Regions from separate parts of the Mus musculus genome. Here region 2 is linked to region 1. Evidence: chromatin contacts called from public Hi-C data. All regions are on one chromosome and are shown on one strand. Each heading gives the region's core, a stretch centred on a gene start, on an enhancer-like site or on the middle of the called end of the contact. The rest is flanking DNA. Distances are from core to core; before and after follow the strand shown. Region 1 overlaps Megf11 (multiple EGF-like-domains 11). Region 2 overlaps Megf11 (multiple EGF-like-domains 11).

Region 1 (4,786 bases), core at 1,086-3,585:
TGGGTATAAACTGGTTCTTCTCCCAAACCCGAGCAGAGTGCAGAGCTTACAGGGCCACTGGGAGGCCAAGGCTCTCTCTCCGCTGGACTCTTTCTCACTACATTGAGCTGCTGTGTTGTCAAGGCTGAGTCAACTTTAGATGAATGTGTCTCAAAGCAATTACCCCTGCTGTTGTTCGCTTGGTTCTGCCTAGCTTTTAGCCCCTTACAGATCCAGCATGAGTTAGTTGCCTTCTGCTGGCATCTGCTGGGCCTGGGGGCTTCCCCAGGATGGTAGGTCCTGTGTCAACCCCATACACTAGTGCAGTCACTGTGACAGGAACAGAAGGGAACTGTGGATGGCAACAAATGTTTTGTCAAGGTCTGAGAACAAGAGGAGCTGAGAGTCCCCCATCCAAAGAATTATAATATGGAACAGCAAAACAACAAAACCCAGGGTTCAGCAGCCCTGGCCCCTACCTCAGCAGCTCCATCCGCTCCCTCTCAGTTCAGCCATGTAAATCCTGAGCTCCTGCCAGGGGCTAGTGAGGCCAGGGGGTTCAGGGATAGATATTAAGGAGGAGGGTGTGGCTCCCATCTTCAGAGAACCTGAGAGGAAGCCAGAACTACCAGCATAGAGCCAAGGACAACTCAATATGCTTGCCTGTGTGAACATGTGTGGAGGCTAGAAGTGTCTTCCTTAATCTTTTTCTGCGTTATATATTGATAAAATATTGGTCTCACACTGAAACCCAGACCTTTCCTGTTCATCTGGTCTAGCTAGCCAGCTTGCCCTGGGGGTTCCACCTCTGGATCCTGAGCACTGAGATTATGGGTGGCCTGCCCGACATTTATGTGGGTGCTGGAGTTCTGGACCCTGGTTTTCACATTTGTCCTGTAAACACCTTACCTATGGAGAGATCTCCCAGCCTGGACTTTTGTGGAAAGGGGATCTAGATGTTTGAAAAAAACCATCATAAGAAGCAGCAGAAGGCAGAAGGCAGAAGCCAGGTCTACACCCTGTTCCCCGTTTTAGAAGCAAAGAGTCTTTTAGAGAAAGGTCCAGGGAAGATAAGCAGTGGCTGGGAGTCCCACAGCCAGGATTTGTCAGAGCTCTGAATCTGTTTTTTGAACTTTTGAAACAGGGAATCCTGATGTAGCCCAGGGTGGCCTCAAACTCACAATCCTGCAGCCTCAGCTCCAGCTGTTTGCACAGGCGGCTGTGCTCACAGGATGACCATCTTTCTGGCACTTTCCACACAGATGAAGGTGAGGCAGATGGGAAGGTTGGCAATGAAGAAGAGGCTAAAAAAGACCCAAAGGGGGCTGAGATCTCACCTGGCCCATGCTGTGAGTCTCTGGCAGTTGGGGTTTCACAGCAAAGCAGTGGGTCTATTGGGCTCTCTGCTCATCTCCCCTCCTGGCTAAGCCTTCCCGAAGTCCCAACCTCTCTCTTTTGGTGATAACCCAGACCCAGTGGCAATGCCCAGGGAACCCTTGTGGACATGCACGGATTCCTTTCCTGGTCACTGTCTCCCATGGGTGGCTTTCTGGACAAGTGAGATGTGAGAAGGAGCTGATGACAGGTCACCTGTGTTATAATCAGGCCAGAGTCAGGTGACAGGGTGGGTAGGGACAGCTCAGAGACCTTTGATGGAGGACTAAAGACAGCGTGCCCTCCCAATCCTTTCTCGGTCCTGGGATGACATGTACCAGGAAGGGAGCCCTTCCCAGAACCCACTGCTCCACACAAGGAATGCCTGCCCCACCTGTTCCTGAGAAGTCAGGCTATAGGCAGAGGGTGGAAACTTCTTAGGATCCCCTCACACCTGATATCTGCTTCCTCTCCAATGAGGAAGATCTGGAATTAGAGTCATGTCATGGGTCATATCATGAAAGCTGGCTTCTTGTACCTGTTTGTACCAGAAACTGGGCATCCTAGAGTTCATCCATGTAGGTTGCCTGTTAGAGGGAGTATTGGTGATAATAAAAAAAGAAAAAAGAAAAAAAAGGGGGGGGGAGGTGTATTCTATCCGACTCAGCTCTGACCATCTGCTCCCTGAGAACAAAATTAATAAGTGACACACAGGGGAGCCTTGAGCACTGGAGAGTGAGAAGGGAGGGGAGTCTGCCTCAAATGTGACAAAGGCAGAGCCGAGTGGCGGGAGCCAAGCTGGCATCATCACGAGGGTCTGGCAGTCAGTGCCCACACTCCTCCTGGGCTCCACGGGGGGTGGGGGTTGTAAAGGACACGACTCCCCCCCCCCATACACATAACTGCACAGCTATGTTTCCAAGGTGCTGTGGGAAGCATGGTACGCGGAGGAAGGAAGGAATCACACAGCAACCATGCTGGGTGCCAGCCAGGAGGGTCCAGCAGGCAGGGGAGAGAGACATGCAGCCTCTGTCAGCCCAGAGGGCTGGGATAGAATGAATGCAGCCCCAGCAAGCCCTGAGTTTGCAGTGTGCCACTGGAGATAGATATGAACATTCCACCCACCCTCCCCAGCTTGTGAGTGATGACCAGGACTCCAGGTTAGGATGCTAAGGCCCAGGGCACTCAGCTGCTCTGCAGTGGGGATTGTCTAGGTGTGTTCTTGCCCCAGTGTCAGGCTTTATATGGGGCCCGAGATCACACCAGGTTCCTCTCCTGTGTAGCCTGCCCTCCTAACTCATACTCAGAACATATCTCCTGTACAGTTCCGTAGCTGTTCACCACTGCCCTCCACCTCATTCCAACAAGGAAACTGAGACCTCTACACACACAGCCGGCTAGTGGCAGAGCCAGGGTTTGAGCAAGTCTCTGTAGATCACACTTAAAATCGCAGCTGGCACTTTGCAGGGCTCTGTCATCGCTCTCTTGTCCTTTCTGTGCTTGGAGATGGGCAGGCTGTGAAGCACCACAGAGGCCATGTCACTTGCTGCACTCTATGTCCTGTAACAAGCACACAGCTCATCGACGACCCTATGGGCTCGCTCATGACACCTGCCTGGTTACCTCCGTTTCCCCCAGTCTCACCTTTATTGGCTTCTTCCCTTGATGCTCTGACAGAACACCTGAGAAAAGCAGCTTAAGAAAGGAAGGGTTCAGCCGGGCAGTGGTGGTGCACGCCTTTAATCCCAGCACTCAGGAGGCAGAGGCAGAGGCAGGCGGATTTCTGAGTTTGAGGCCAGCCTGATCTATAGAGGTAAGTTTCAAGACAGCCAGGGCTACACAGAGAAACCCTGTCTTGAAAAACAAAAAAACAAACAAAAAAGAAAGAAAGAAAGAAAGAAAGAAAGGAAGGAAGGAAGGAAGGAAGGAAGGAAAGAAGAAAGAAAGAAAGAAAGAAAGAAAGAAAGAAAGAAAGAAAGAAAGAAAGAAAGAAAGAAAGAAAGAAAGGAAGAAAGAAAGGAAGAAAGAAAAGAAGGGTTCATTTGGGTGGTGGCGCACGCCTTTATCCCAACACTTGGGAGGCAGAGGCAAGCAGACCTCTGAGTTTAGAGGCCAGCCTGGTCTACACAGCGAGTTCTAGGATAGCCAGGGCTACATAGAGAAAAACTCTGTCTCAAAAACAGACAAACAAACAAGAAGGGGAGTAATAAAAAAGGAGATGTTTATTCTGGCTGGCATGTAGAAGGTGCGGTCCACCAGGGCAGGGAAGGCATTATAGCCAATGGCGGAGGCAGCTGGTCACATGACATCCACAACCAGGAAGCAGAGTGCTGAATGCTGGCACTCAGTTTGATTTTTCCTTCTCCTTCGTCCTGGGAGCCTTATCCTTGGAGGGGTTCCACACAGTTAGGCCTGCCTCAACTAATCTACTCTAGAAATAGAAATTCATCTCCTAGGTGACTCTAGTAATATAGATCCCATCAGGTTCATGATCAATATTGGCTATCATATCTTATCTCCCTTTCGTCCACTGGCCTGTAGCCAGCTCTGAAGCCAGGGCAGCATCCGCTGTGCCTCTATCTGGCGTGGTCCTCGGCACCTGGTGCTCACTATTTAACTGTGTGCGTTTCCTCTCCCTCACTTCCTGCCCTGAGACTTCCTCCACAGTGGGGCTGACGTCTTGTCTTCACAACATCGAGCTCCTTCCTCATGCTGCCTGGCACATAGTAGACACTGTCTTTAGTGAGATCCAGTGGGTTTGCTCTTCCATTTGACTCTACCCTCTCACCGTGGTGGTGGGGTTAGGGCTGGGGAAGAGCATCTGGCTCTGTAGGAGGCTTCAACAAGAAAACAAACAAGCAAAGCAAAGTTTGTTACTTGCTCTTCCAGAGATTACGCTAAGTTCCTTAAACATCACGCTATAAGACTGGACTCGCATGGGTCCTTCCGAGGTAGCCAACACGACTTGTAGCTAGAGAGAAAAGAAAGGTCCTGGAAAGGAAAGAAGCAGAGCCACAGGAAAGATACAACTTGAGGTTTCAATGGTCCAGATGGAACATAGCGCCAAGGCACTGGGGGGACTGGGAGCCAGGCCAAGGTGACAGGCCAGGCTGGATGGCATTGGTGCTCACACACCAAGGCCCAAGAGCTTGAATGTAACTCCATGGGCAGGGATAGCTCCTGAAGGTACAATTTGCATCAGTTGAGTCTGATTTGCTTCCAGGTGGGACACTCCTAACTCTTTCTTCTTCCAAGGGACTTGTGATCAATTCTGGACCCGGATATGGGAAAAAGGGAGTCTGTTGAATGCTATAGTCTTGGCTAATCCTTCCAGGGCAGCTGGGCCATGTCCTCTTCCCCCTGTGCCTGACTAGAGGTGACCAAGGGACATATGGTAGCTCTCTTGGCATTGGGTGGGTAGCAGATTGGATGG
Region 2 (4,808 bases), core at 1,437-3,936, 66 kb after region 1:
ACATGGTGAGTCCATAGAAGGCCAGGGCTACAGAAGAGAGCATGTCTCAAAAAGAAAGGAGAGGAGAGGAGAGGAGAGGAGAGGAGAGGAGAGGAGAGGAGAGGAGAGGAGAGGAGAGGAGAGGAGAGGAGAGGAGAGGAGAGGAGAGGAGAGGAGAGGAGGAAAGAAAAAGAAAAGGAAGGAAGAAAGAAAGAAGAAAGATCAAGTATGAGCGATGTTTTTGCACATTAGATTCTGCTCAGCAGCCCCACTTCTAATTCTTGCCCCTCCTCCCATAGAAGCCTCCTTAGGTCTGAGGCCTGAGGCAGAGTCCCCCAGGACTCTGTCTCTTCAGAATAAGGAGTGTGTCTCTCCCCAACCCTGACTGTCAGGGAGTACCATTAAGGGACCAGTCTTCCTTCCATGGATAATTTACAACGCTTGTGTGCTGTTAAAAAAAAAAAAAAAGTTTGAAGCGTTCTCTAACCAACTTAATTACCACAAGCCTCCTCCTGAAGATCGTTCCAGCTAGTTGAATATTAATCTGTAATTCCAAGTCCCCAGGCACAGATTGCAAATCGCGCACACTGAGTCATTAAGACCACGAGCACACAGACTCCAGAGAACCAGGAACTTCCTCCTGGAACACGGAATGAAAATGTCTTGTGCTGAAAGTTGTGGGGCTTCTCTGCCTGATTTTCCGTTCTCCCGACAGGTCACACTGGAGCCGGGATTCAGGGGGTGATGTGTTATGAGTTTTAGAATAAGCGGTGTTGTTAGAAGCAGACTGCAGTGATACAATGAAGGGGCACCAACATGATGGCCCTGAGACTTGATGACTAGCACCTGAGACCCTTTGACCTTGAATAAGTCATTGCCCTCTCAGGCAAGAGTATCTTCATCTATAACAGAAGGTAGCTAAGGGCAGAGAGTGGCTCAGCCGGCACGGGTACTTGTCACTAAACACGATGACCTGAGTTGGATCCCTGGGACTCACTTGGTGGGACTCACCTGATTCCCTCCAGGCTGTCCTATACCTCCCAATGCAGGTATGCATGCAGACACACAGATATACATACAATGTGTGCATGCACATGCAAACAAGTCAATTAACTAACTAACGGGAGGGATCTGGACCATACTGTCATGTGTGTATGTGTACATGCACACAAGTGTGTAACCATGTGTGTATGCAGGTTTGTGTTTGTTGCTCGGACCCAGCACCAGGCACAGTGCTCTATGAATACAAAATCGGTAATTTCTACTTGTGCTCAGAGGAAGGGCTGAAGGAAGATCAGCAGAAGGACTTGGGGATCCCTTCTTCCACCCTTTTCACACTGCTCCTGCTAAACCACCTCTGCTCTCAGGCACACATTTAGGGCCCTGGAAAAGGTTTTATGTGGTGGGAGGTTCCCCTGAGTTAAAAGGAAACATTAACAGAAAGCCAAAGTCTGTGCTGATGTGGGGGTTCTTGCGACCTCTGTAGCTTTAGGCTGCCCTGTGTCACCCTGGACCCCACCTCCCCTCGCGTCCTCCTTGAAAGCGGCAGGAAGATGTGCTCCCCAAAGGGGCAGGAATACCAGGCATGGTGGCACAGGCTTGAAATCCTAGTACTTGGGCGTTAGAGGGCAGCCACGTCTATCATAGCAAAAAGCTGCCTCAAAATTAAAACCTTGGCTGTGCCATAACTCCCTTTAACTGGGGACTATGTCAGATCCCAGATGTGTGTGTGCATGGGGTGGGGTGGCGCTCGAGAGCACATATGAAAGTCAGAGGACAAACTTGGTGATAGCCTTAGGAATGTGGTACTTTGAGACAGAATCTCTTACTGGCCTGGAGCGCACCAATTAGACTAGGCTAGCCAGCCAGGGATCCTACTGTCCCTGCCTCCCCAGGGATATCAAGCACACATGGACACACTTGAAATTTTTATGTAGGTGCTGGAAAATCCCTTACTAACCAAGCTCTGTCTAGGCCCTAGATCCTAGTTTTATATTAGTGCTTCCTTCCTAACAGACCCCCAACCTGTCCACTCCCTCCCCCTCCACAGCAGTTCCAAGGCAAGGGCTAGGTACTAGTAAGCTTTTGGTAAACAGCTGTGGGTTAGGGGAATGTGGAGCCAGGCTCCTTTTTCATTCCTTTATGATCACCCTAGTGTACGGCCTTCGAAACCATTCAGATTTTCTCCAAGATCTATACCAAAGGGCTGGGGATGTGGCACAGGGGAATGACCCTTGCCTAGCATGCACAGGGTCCTGAATTTGATTATCAGCATCCTAAGGAGAAGAAAGGAAGGAGGGAGGGAGGGAGGGAGGGAGGGAGGGAGGGAGGGAGAGAGAGAGAGATGCAGGGAATTACCATATTGGGCTGATTTGTCTTTGAATGCCCTTGGTTGTCCTTGGTGATATGTGTGTGGGTGGCTTTATTTTCCTAAGGTCGTCCCAAGAGTGTGGGCAGGGCTATTATTGGGGGCTGAACTGTGCATACACCTCACACTGGCAGTGACACATGTTACCCCTGCCTTCAATATGAGGAGGTGGTGAGGGCTGGCAGAGGGCTTGGTTTTGGCTGACCCATGGGCCTCTCAAGTTGGCCCATTCTCTCCACACTGGCACTGTGCCCCACCCACCCCCAAACCCTCGGCAGGACAGTGGGGTGCAGCCACTGAACCAGAAGCTGAATGTGTCTTGCAACTGAGCCAGGAGGAAGGATTAAAGCAAGCTTGTCCAGAGCCTGTGGGGAGGGAGGGACAGGAGGGCCTTCGTGTGTAGGGAGATTGGAACAGCAAGCTTGAGCGCTTCTACCTCCTGAGAATACACTCAAGCACATAGGTACCACTCTTATGCATGCGTGCATGTGTGCCTCTGTGTGTGTGTGTGTGTGTGTGTGTGTGTGTGTGTGTGTGTGTGTGTGTGCCTTTCTTAGAGCCCACACAAGCTGCCAGTAGGAGCTGTCCTTGGCTCTGTCTCAGCCCCAAGCCTCCTCTCTGTGCTCTAAGCTTTTGTGTACAGGTTACTTAGTGTCATTCAGAGATCTTATTCCAGGGATATAGACTGGAACAAGAAACAGAATGAAAACAGCAATTAATTTTCCTGTCAAGGATGCCAGCAGCAGCAGCAGTAGAAGGGGGTAGGGGGAGAGAGAGAGAGAGAGAGAGAGAGAGAGAGAGAGAGAGAGAGAGAGAGAGAGAGAATACCACAGGAGAGCATCAGGCTTAGCAAAGCAGTTCAGCAGAACACAACACATAGATCGCACATGCACAGCCCATTAGTTCTATACAGAATCTGCAGGCCTACTACACACACACACACACACACATACATGCACACACACACATACATACACACTTGAATGCACACAGACACACACATGCCCACTTCTGGGCTCAGCCACATGTAGAGGAGGTGGGGAGAAGCCTAGCTGCCCTCTGATCCCCCCATGCCTGACCCCTCCCATCAGAAAGGAATAGAAATGAAGTGTTGGTTGGGCCTCTCTTCACCTCCCCAAGCCATCATGGCTCCAGCTGTGTGAGCCCTAAGAACTCCCCAGGGAGCAGTCTAGTGCTTAGGGATGCAGAGCCCAGGAACCAAGTCCATCCTCCATGCTTAAGAGGCAGATGCCAAGGTGAAATTTTGTGGTTAAGTTAGTGGGTCTACCTGGGACACTCAGAACAGAGCCTAGAGCCCTACTTTCTTACCTTCCAGGCCAGTCTCCACCTCCCCACGGTGGCTCACCTCTACTTCCAGAAAATGGGTACATTGTGGCTCCACATCCTTATCCCACTTCCGGCTTGCTGGAATCAGGCCTTCCTGCCTTCCTGTAGCAGACAGTGACTAAGACAGGCAGGCTGAAGGCTGCCATTGTGCTGAGCCACAGGCTAGCCAGATCTTTGTCGTTCAAGTTCTTTGAAGTCTCAAAGCCATCCTGGCAGACAAATTTTGTTTGTTTGTGCTTTGGTTTTTTGTTTGTTTGTTTGGTTGGTTGGTTTGGTTTGGTTTTTGAGTCAGGGTCTCATGTAGCCCAGGTTGGCCCCAAATGGTCTCTATAGTTGGGGATGGACCTTAAACTTCTGCTTTCCTTGCCTCTACCTCCAAAATTCTGGGATTACATGTATATATTACACAGCCATTACATGTGGTGCTGGGATTTAAACCCAGATCCTTGTGCTGTCAGGCGGGTGTTTTTCCAACTGAGCTACAGCCCTACAAGTTTCAGTTCCATCTCCACTAGAGAAAACAGAGGGCTGGGGAGTGGAATGACTTTCTCAAGGTCACACCGCTAATCAGCAAGTGAGTTAGACTTGAGCCCAGCTAAGTGTCTAAGCCAGGCGCAAACCTCCAGGACAACCCTTTGGACTGTCCCATGTAGACACCGTTTCCCCAGCTTGGTGACACTACCCCACCTCCTTCCCACTCAGCGATGCCTCATGCCAGCATGCTCAGAAAGCCTGTGATGCTTGCTAATGTCACCAGGCACCACCTGAAAAGGTTTCTATCTCCCCCACAGGGAAGCCAGATGGATGGGTTTGCTGAAAACATTCTCAGGGGGGTTTATTCATCTCCATTGGACCCACCACATGTAGAGCCATCTTAGGTTTCCACCCCAGCAGATTAGTCCGCTCCATACTCACTGGAGCAGAAGTCATTGTGGTGTTAACCATGAATAATCATCTGTATGTGCACACACAGATACATGACTGTATGCGGAGGCCAGAGGCTGACATCAGTTGTCTTTCTCAGTCACTCCCCATCTTATTTTTTGAGACAGAGTCTCACTGAATCTGGATCTCACTGATTTGCTAGGGTGGCTGGCCAGAGGTAGGGTCTCTG

Evidence for each region. Hi-C and Micro-C count contacts between places; a contact is called where the count stands out from the background.
Region 2: a contact with region 1 is called in a Hi-C map of cerebellum, with 2.1 times the contacts expected there. The contact joins two enhancer-like sites. A contact is called at or near these places in 9 of 484 Hi-C or Micro-C datasets (bone marrow-derived macrophages, cerebellar granule neurons, cerebellum and 3 more), 3 of 115 datasets of contacts at active chromatin or transcription factors (bone marrow-derived macrophages, embryonic stem cells and intestinal villus epithelium) and 1 of 9 other capture datasets (adipose tissue).

The regions. Positions count from the first base shown.
Region 1 is chr9:64,553,591-64,558,376 of GRCm38.p6, forward strand. All of the region lies in intron 5 of Megf11 (multiple EGF-like-domains 11), which reads left to right. Among named protein-coding and RNA genes, the nearest start is that of Gm36311, 130 kb to the right of the region's middle. Within about 2 kb of position 2,336, at least 9 of the 459 cell types and tissues checked have an H3K27ac peak or open chromatin away from gene starts, as enhancers often do. A contact at or near this core is called in cerebellar granule neurons and cerebellum, where this site is marked.
Region 2 is chr9:64,619,100-64,623,907 of GRCm38.p6, forward strand. The region is part of intron 5 of Megf11 (multiple EGF-like-domains 11); the gene reads left to right. Among named protein-coding and RNA genes, the nearest start is that of Gm36311, 64 kb to the right of the region's middle. Within about 2 kb of position 2,687, at least 14 of the 459 cell types and tissues checked have an H3K27ac peak or open chromatin away from gene starts, as enhancers often do. A contact at or near this core is called in cerebellar granule neurons and cerebellum, where this site is marked.